Linked DNA regions of Anas platyrhynchos: region 2 is linked to region 1. Evidence: chromatin contacts called from public Hi-C data. All regions are on one chromosome and are shown on one strand. Each heading gives the region's core, a stretch centred on a gene start, on an enhancer-like site or on the middle of the called end of the contact. The rest is flanking DNA. Distances are from core to core; before and after follow the strand shown.

Region 1 (4,746 bases), core at 1,154-3,653:
GTACTAAATCACTGGAATATGTATATTGCATATAGATTTAAGCAGTTATATTTTGGTAACCTAACGTTCACAGTGATTATTAAATATCGCTTGTTCAGTTTAGCTAGATCCTTTACCCAAATGATCATGTCAGTGTTTATTGTGAAATCTCCCCTAGCATTTATTCTTCAAACCCTTGTTTTCTGTTGTCATTTATCTTTCAAATATTAATAGTTCTCTGCAATACTCATTCATAAAGCTATTGTACAATTCATTATTTAACACTTTTTGTTTTACCAGAAACACTGACAATTTCAAGATTTACAAATTGTGTTCATGTAAGGGGGGAGGTTCACCATTTCAGGACATACTCATTTCAAGATACCATCTGCAAAGGCTTTGTCTGTTCAAGTTAGACTGTTTTAATTACACTTCATCCTTACTCCCAGTTTCCACAAAGCAGTGCTTATGTGACAAAGAGCCACGCAAAGCTGTCTGTACAGGAGTGAATTTCATCTTTGGGGATTAATTATAAAGAGGTTTTGGTGATGAACAGTTTTGCAATGTATCAATAAGACAGTTCAATCTCCCCAATATGCATTTAAAAAAAAAAATAATTCAACATTTCAGATTGTGATAGGGTTGTAGATAAGCTCCTGTGACAATTTTATTTTGTCTTTACCCACAAATTAATATATGAGAGAAGAAACATGCCTAAAGACCATAATAGTAATTCTTATAGCTTTAAACAAAATTGTACTGGACTTTGCCTCCAGAGCCATTTCTAAGTTAACTGACTCTCTGATCCCAGAAAAATTAGCTAGGATAGGCAGCTAAAATGAACCAAGTTAAAATTAGCCGTCACTGCCCCTGGCTCTGCCCTCAGTCAGTCTTGGAGTTTCCTTGTTCACAACAGTGGAATCGCTTCTATAAAATGAAGTCCAAGTCCATGCAAGCAGTAATCTCTTGGCTAGGAAGTCATTTTGATACAGAAGGAAAACCAATACAATTAATTTAAAAGCACCACCCCTGAGGGTTCAACTAAACAAGATCCTTGGGTTGCCTGCTTTAGTTTTAGATTTGGAAGAATAAAGCATCTCAAAGGGAGGGAGCTGTTCAATACCTAGTGCCTAGCATGTCTGACAGCTAGGCAGTATTTTCAGAAGGCCTAGGAATACTAAGTCGAGGCAGTTTGAAATTCTTTTGCCTTCCCTCCCTCTCCCTGAAATTTGCCCTCCAGCTTGGTCAGCCACGTTTAGTTCTTTTTTCCTGCAGTGCCTGGAGAAGTCTCTCGAATGGGACTTGCAACTAGAGCAAAAATTGTATAAATGAACAAAAGGAGGTGGGGGTAGTGTCTTGTCAATTCTTTATTTAAACATAGGCATCAAAAAAAAAAAAAAAAACCTCTTCAGGTGAAGGACATTTGTGTCCATATGAAACTATGATAATCTCCGGGGTTCAATTAAATGAATAGTTTTTAAAATTGCTGTGTGCTGAATTCATTAAGCTCTATTAGCTGCTTTACACAAATGACCAAGTTTATTTTTATAAAATCTCTTTGGGAAAAAAATAAAATTAAAAGGGATAAAAGCCGTGACCTGTCATCTGTTACAAAAGCTCAGTTCATTCCAGTGGAAACAAAGGTGATCTTCATTTGCAGGCAATCCCTGAACACGTCCCTTGCCCAGAAAAGCATCTTCAACGAGTTCAGAAGGAAATATCTGCAAAGTTTTGCACGAGTAGCAAAAGCACAAACAGATTTCTTAAGCCCATCTTGTGAAGAATAATATATCTAAATACATTTTTAATAGTTTTTCCTTCAGAGTTTATTATTAGTTTGAAACCGATGCATCCTAGCCTCACACGATTGTGTTTACTCTGTGTGGGCTCTGACGATGCCTTGCAAGAGTTGCCTTGGGTTTCGCTGCTTCTGAGGCGAAGCCGGTGACTGTTGGAAGTTCAGGGCAAATAAAAGACACGAGGCGCTCGCAACAGATCTGAGGTGGAGAAGGAGGAAGCGAGGAAGCTGCCGAGCTGCTGCTGGCCGCTTACTGCCACTTACACCCCCCATTGGGGATGGCTCTGGGGTGGGCGTTCGGCTGCCCCCCCTCCCGGCTCCCCTCTGCGGACTACAACTCCCAGCATGCTTTGCTGCACAACCTCCCCCCGCGGGGCTGCAGCAGGTGGCGCGCTGCCCTTCGGGATTTGTAGGCCAGAGGGGGGGGGGGACATCGATGGGAAGCGGGGAGGGGGGGCCGGTTGGCGGCCCGGTTACCGACCCGGAGCGGGGAGAGGGAGCGGAGGAAGGGGGGGGGGGGCGGTGAGGAGCCCGGAAGGCGGGAAGGGAGGAGGGGGTGGACACGTGTCAATCACCCCGCCAGGCGGCGCGCGCGCGCGCTCCCCGCCCCGGATGCTAAGGGGGGAGGAGGAGGTGAGGGGGGGGGGGGGGGCGGTTGGGCGCGGGCACGCGCTCGCTGAGGTTTGAAGGAGGGGGGGGGGAGCGCGCGCTCGTATGTAAATGAGCGGGCGTGAGGTCAGAGGCAGATGGAAAAGGGAACAGACAGAATGGCCGCCGCGGCTCCCGCTCCTCCTGCCGCCGCCGCCTCCTCCTCGCAGTGCCGGAGCCCCCGCTGCACGGCGGAGCGCAGGGGAGTCCGCCGCGAACTCGACTCCTGGCGGCACCGGCTCATGCACTGTGTGGGTAAGCGCCGGGAGGGGGCTGCGGGCGGGGAGCGGGGCGCTGAAAGCTCGGGGGGGCTCGGCGGCGGGGAGCGGGCACGGCAGCCCCAGCCCGAGCCTCCCCCTCCGGCTGGCAGCGGCGGTGAGGGGCGGTTGGGGGGCGAGCCGAGGTCTCCTGAGCCGCCAACGGGCAGCGCGGGGTGGGCGCCGCGGCTCGGCTGAGGGCCGCCCGGGCCCTGCCTTCGCCCCCTTCCCCGGCTCCGGCTCCTTTTGTCTCGGCTCCCCGCCGCCCCCCCACCTCCGCCCCTTCTTCCATCGCGGGTGTCTGAGCGGGGAGGGGGGGGGGGGAGCGGCGGGGGTGGTGTGTGTGCGCCTTTAAGAGCCAGCCGCTCCTGCACTGACGGTTGGGATTTGAAGTTTTCCCTCCCCCCGGGAAGTTGTCATGGCGACGGCAGTTCTCCCTCACTCCCCCCCCACCCCGGGGCTGCCCCGGCCGCGAGGTTCCCCCCTCGGGTCACGTGACGCCCCCCTCCCGCGGGGGCGCGCGGGGCCCTGGCGCCGTTCCCGGGCGGGGCGGGGCGGGGGCGCGCTCCCGGGTACCTGCGGGGCCGCGCCCGGCGCCTGCCCCGGTGCGCGCTGCGCCGCCCGCTCCTCGCTTCGGCCCCGGGCTTTTGTGCCTGTGCTCTCTTCCCTCCTACCCCCCCCTTTTATTGTTTTTGTGTTTTTTTTTTCCTTCTGTTTTGAGGCACCCACGTGCCCGGGGCCGCTCGCTTGTCTCGACGGAGCTCGCCCTGCTCCGGCCCCAAAAAGCCTCGGTCCCAAAGGGCCGGCGGGCAGAGCCCTGGAAGGGGGTGACCGAGGGGTGACCCTGTCCCGGTGCTGCTGCTGCGTGTTTTGGGGAGCCTGGTGGCTCCGTCGTGTGTGCTGTCAAACACCTGTGTGTGTACTACTGCACCTGTACGTAGTGCACTTCTGTAACCTTTCCCGTTTAACATAACGCTCTTTAGAAAACAAAACGCGTTTCCACATACTCCTATACTCCTCTCCCACTTCTGTGGAAAGGATGAAATTTAATTAGAATACATAAAAAGCGCTCGTTCGCTGGCACAGACATCACAGTGCACTGCTAGAGCTGACGGGCCGATACCTCGCACGAATTATATATGAAGCATCCGCTCCTCTGGTTACATCTTGCTTGATGGCATTTCGTTTTTAAATCTAAACTGGGATCCTAAAAGCCTGCGTGATAGTTGATAACTGAAGGGACTTTGAGCTGTAGCAGGGTGCTATCAGATGCATTCAAGGAACACAGTGGCACATGACCAGCACGGACGAGGACTGCGAAGAAATGCAATGAACTCTCTGTAAGATAAAATGTCACTGTAGACTGGGACCTCTGCTGGGCAGATCTGTTGTGTTTGAGAAACTTCTTCCAAGTTGCTTTGCGGTTGCTCTTTCACTGAGATTCGTTATGTGTAAAACCAGAAAATAATTACTTACACTTTACACAGACTCCGCTGTGTTATCGCTTTGTGCTCTCATTCCACTTGAAATGCTTTTTTAGGATATAATTTCTTCATATACTCATATGCAAAAATTAATTAATAGAAAGAGCCCTGCATTATGATTAGCTCCTGCTGAGGAGGAGGGGCATGGGTTATGGTTTAATAGTTAGTCAAGAGCTATCTCTGTTAAGAACTGTTACTTGGCATGCCTGTTGAATAGCCCTTATCTAAGAGAAAGTGTAAACACAGTGGTAAGGAAGTGGGTAGGTAGTCAGTGTAATGGAGGTAGAGTACACTTAACTGCTTTTATTTTGAATGCTTTGAAATCCTGCAGCATTAACTTCTGCAAAGTAACCCCCTGTATTGGTGCTAATTAACTTTCAAAGTAGAAATGGTTAATTATTCTCCCTCAGCAAAGTATTCCTAAAGATCAGAAGAGTCTTACCAAAGCTAGTGTTAACTGGAATGTCTAAACAATTGCTCAATTCATGGCTGAAACAGCAACAAGAGGGAGGGGGAAGTGGTGAATATGATTGATATTTGGTATAGCTTTTTGTTTTTTTCCTCCACCTTTTTCAAGAGT
Region 2 (4,694 bases), core at 299-2,798, 160 kb after region 1:
CTTAATTCTGTCTTAACTCATATTTATTGTACAAATTACTTTATACAAAAAGTATATGCTTTGCATCATTCAAAACATTTAACTATGTAAATTCAAAGATCATGTTTGCTTCATTGGAGCAGGAATATTAGCAGACGCCTGTTCTAGGTAAGCTAACGGACCCTGAGGCATTTCTGCAGGTTTTTTGTGTTGCACACTGATGTCTTCCAGGACCTGTTGCCAGTGCCGCAGTTTACTCAAATGCTTCTGAATTAATGCTTCTTTTCTCTGCAATTCATTTCTTAACTCTGAAACATCCTATAAGTGAGAAAATAGGTATTAGTAAGTAAATAATATTCCTAAGAATAATAAAGAACCTCAAATAAAGTGCATGTAATTTTTAGTTTAAGTTTTCACATTGATCTTATAGGAATTCTAACACTGGAAAAGCACTTAAGACAAAAAGCACTGCAGATGCTTTTCATTCTGTTTGCCTAGGTCATTTATTTCAGAGCTCATTACTTCCAACATTTCTTCAGATGAATCATTCGCCCTTGTGCTCCAATGCTCCCCAGAGCAGCAGGCATCCAGCTTCTCCAGGTCTGGGGCAAGAGGTACCTTAACAAGCATGTTTTACCAACTTTAGATACAGCATCACGTTGACAAACCCTGAATTAGTGTGAATGAGGTGTTCTAACTGTACTGGTACACAGGATACCTGGCCTGGCATGATATAGGCAAACTAATTAAAGCATACAAACTCATTTAAGCGTACCTCTTTAATTACTTGTTCTGGTTTCTGGACCGACAGCTGCAGTCTCTTTTGTAGGAAAAAACACTCGGTTTGCCTTGCAACATCCAGGAATTTCTGGATGCACTGATCAACACCTAAACGTGGAACACCAGAATGGAGAGAGAGAACAGATTCCCACAACATCATTACAGGCTGATATTGTTTATCTGTATATACATGTTATTAACAACACCTTTTAGAGTATCTTCTAGGAAGAGACCCTTTAGGTGTACGAAGAGGGCCTTTAAGGGCAGGTATCCCAAAGCAGGGATACCCGAGCCCCCCGCCGGGCGCTCACCGGTGCGGATCTCCTCCTGGTCGGTGCCGTTCACGTAGTCCTGGCTCACCAGCGAGGCGAAGCAGGCCTGAGGAGAGAGGAGAAGCACCGCCGTTAGAGGAGGTCGCGCCGCCCCGGCCGGCCGCAGCCTTCCCCCATCCCGACCCGCCCCTCACCTCGAAGGACGCTTCCAGCTCGTCCACGAGCGTGTTGTTGGGGTTGCGAGGCCCCGGCGGAGGCGGGATGAGGCCGGCAGGGCCGGGCCCCCCCGGAGGTCCCGGCGGCGGTGGTGGCGGCGGCCCCGGCTGCTGGTTGGCGAACATGGCGCCCAGCGCGCCCGCCATGGCGGCCGCCTCCACTCACGGCCCGCGCCTGCGCCCCGGCGCCTCAGGCTCGGGCGTGGCGAGTCCCTCCTGCCGCCGGGCGTTACCTCAGCTCGGGGCGGCAAATATAAAGTAAAATAAAATAACGTGGAAACATAAATAAGGAATTAAAAATAAAAAAGGCAGCAAAAATGGCATTCCTGGCCCGAAACTCCACCTCCAGCCCCTGTCCGGCTGCAGCTTGTGCCAGCCCAGCGCTCCAGGAGGCTTCTGGCCAAGGGGAGCTCTGGGCCTGGATCTTGCAACCCCCCCACCGCACATTATAAACGTTAAATCTGTTTGACGTTTCCACTGGTTCTGGAACTACCTTCGTTGCCAATCACTTTCATTTCAGTGATGGTGTAACATGAATAAACTACCTAGCAACCTGGCTGGAAAAAACATGGAAAACTTTCTTCTTTCAGCCATTACTATAGTCAGAGGACAGGGGAAGTTTTAAAAGATCAGCCATAAGAGCATATCCTACTTAATTTTGTGCTGAAGCCACGTAGCAGTATATAAAGGGTGCATCATTTCTACCTCACAGCACACCCAGGGTAGCTTCCATTTTTCTTTCTTCTCAGGGAACTTTTATTAACAACCCTCCAGCACTACCTTTCCTACTCCATTAGTCACCCAAAACAGAGACACAGCTACACCACCCCCCTATTGTTATTTCTCTCTAAATCAACAGATGTACCCACACAAATAGGAGATTTATTGATTACAATAATTATGCTTACTTTACATACAAAAGAGGAGCTCAGGTATTTTCCATGATCATGTTTTGGTATTTAATACCCGACATAGTTCAAACTGCAACTTTTTATTTTAAACTCCATAACAGAGGGAGACAAATCTCAAGTTTGAGATGTTCTTACCCAGTAATGACTTACAAAATGTGGGTACAGGTCATCACTATAGTGAAAATATGTTTGGGGCACTCCGTTATTAACACTTCTTAACTTTTTTTTTTTTTTTTTAAGGCAGAATGGATGATTTTAGAATAGGCATTTATTTGGTATTGTGACTGTCTTGACTTAATCGAGCCGCAAACTCTACTAATGTTCGTGTAGGCCGGCCTGCCATGCCTTTTCGAAGATAGGGCACCTCATCTTTATTGGACATCACACCAGCTATATCCAAATGAGCCCAGTGAGAGGCAGTCACAAATTCTTTCAGGAAGGCAGCAGCTGTGCACGCTCCCCCAGCTCTGTGGGAAGCAGAAAGATGGTGTCACTTTAGAAACAACACAAACAGCACAAACAATAGACTAATACACTGAAGGGAAAGGCTGTTAGCACATCTACCTGCTATACTTTCCAATGTTACTCAGGTCTGCAAGAGGAGAATCCGTTACTTGCTTGGTGTAATGTTCAAAAAGAGGCATTCTCCATACTCGGTCTCCTGTCAAAATGCTGGCCTGAAAAAGAACAGCAATAGTTGGGGTAAAGTTCACTACGGTAGTTTTGGTGTTTCCCCACCCTCCCTTTTTTTTTTTTTTTTTTTTAAAAAAAAAAAAAAAAAAAAAGCTGCATTTATAAGCACCACCACTATGCATGCTTATCTTTGTCTAGCTTTGATTGGTCTGAAACACACTGCAAGCAGAACAATGAAGCCTCCTTTTTGGGTACTTTAATGGTAGTCAACAGGCAAAAATCTAAAGAATACTTTTCCCCCCTGCAATATATTTTATTTTCTGGTAATGTATATATTCTCAAATGCTTCCCTTCAGGGGCTTCCTTCATCTATCACACTTCAGTCACTCACAAGGCCTCTGAATTTCTCTTGGTATTGCTAAGCAAGACCAACAATCTTTGTTAACAAAAACTAATTACTGTCAGTAGTGCAGAGCTTATGCATATGCAGTAAGTTATCAAAGGATGCAGATACTTGAGATAATGATTCATACTTTCTGCTGTATGATACTAAACCTCACTAAAGAGCCAGTAATTAATAGTCATCATTATGTATTTTTCAATTAAATGCGATACTAACACACTCCTATGAGATTTCAAAATGTAGTAACATACTTTTTAGGTTGGCATAAAGACTTTCTGTAAAGCACTGTTTAGCAATGACAACTATTACTGAATTATTATTTGATAATAATGTTGATGGCCTACCTCATAAAGGTGATTCCAAAGCCAAGATGAATTTGTGAACACTCCAGTCGCAGCAGATCCCAATGCAACATCCATGGCACCTACAGAAAAACATCCTGAAGATTATACAATGAAGGCAAAGGTGGACTTGAGCATGGACTCTGCATCCAGACTCCTCACAGTACTTTCCTTTTCAATTCTCATTATCAGTGACTTCTAAAGTCCACAAACCAAAGATTTTGATATACTTATATTTATTTTTAAAAGCTCAAAAGTTTTTTAAAAGTTTACATAATCGAAGAGGACAAGAATTCATAAAAATGATATTTCCACATCTCATAAAACTAGACTTTCTGCTTTCAGCTTGATGCTTCCTAGCAATATGTCTACCATGATGTATTCAGAAATATGTCTCTTCTCAAACAAAACAAAACACTCAATTTTATTGTTTTCATATAGAAAATATACATGACTGGGCTTTTTCAAAGTTACAGACTTATGCAATTTTCCAGCCGGTATTTTTTGCTTTTGTGAATTTCACTTATGTAGATTGTTGCACAACATATGCAAATGTGCTTTAAATAAAAATAATCACTATCAAAATAATACACAATGCCTAAGGCAGAGGGATTACATATATATTCAGTTATTTGTTGCCACAGAAATGCTTCTCTAATGCTGATGCCATTTATGGCACTCAATCCCCAGGGAGATTTAAAAAACAAACAAATGAACAAAAAAACTTTAACAAAAATGGTACGTCAAAAGAAATTTCTGCGGGAGCTGTCCTCCTTTCTATTTGTGCCCAGGAATTCCCAACACAGCAGTCTGTAGTGGCAGCAGCCTCTTTCCTGTATCATGCCTCATATAGAAATATTGCCATACAAGCCAACCATCTTAACATAAGCATCCCTTCTATCTAGGGACATTTTCAACAGCATTTGAACTTGTAAAGCTTACAGAACATGATTTAAAGCCCCAGTTTCCATATAGAAAGATTATTCTTCTTCTCAGCTTATTCGTTAAGCAACACAGAGGACTCCTACCTGAACTACTCTTCCATGTTTGCTCACCTTTCAGGTGAAGTCACTTCACCCATGACAGCTTGTTGCTGCCGTTCATAAGATGCATACACCATTAATGCTATTTTTGCAGATTTTAGATTTAAAATTATAGCT

The links. A called contact is a pair of places that touch in the nucleus more often than the background predicts.
Region 2: a contact with region 1 is called in a Hi-C map of subcutaneous adipose tissue, with 2.2 times the contacts expected there. The contact joins the promoter of MED28 here to the promoter of LCORL in region 1. A contact is called at or near these places in 2 of 8 Hi-C or Micro-C datasets (liver and subcutaneous adipose tissue).

What each region holds. Positions count from the first base shown.
Region 1 is chr4:63,425,581-63,430,326 of IASCAAS_PekinDuck_T2T, forward strand. LCORL (ligand dependent nuclear receptor corepressor like) reads left to right here and starts at 2,404. Exons shown (of 8, transcript XM_072037745.1): 1 at 2,404-2,680. The coding sequence starts at 2,524.
Region 2 is chr4:63,585,555-63,590,248 of IASCAAS_PekinDuck_T2T, forward strand. It overlaps MED28 (mediator complex subunit 28), which reads right to left and starts at 1,549. Exons shown (of 4, transcript XM_027457340.3): 1 at 1,226-1,549; 2 at 1,071-1,137; 3 at 755-867; 4 at 6-297. The coding sequence starts at 1,393. The coding sequence ends at 100. LAP3 (leucine aminopeptidase 3) reads right to left here. Exons shown (of 13, transcript XM_038178309.2): 11 at 3,538-3,617; 12 at 2,722-2,834; 13 at 2,109-2,624. The coding sequence ends at 2,426.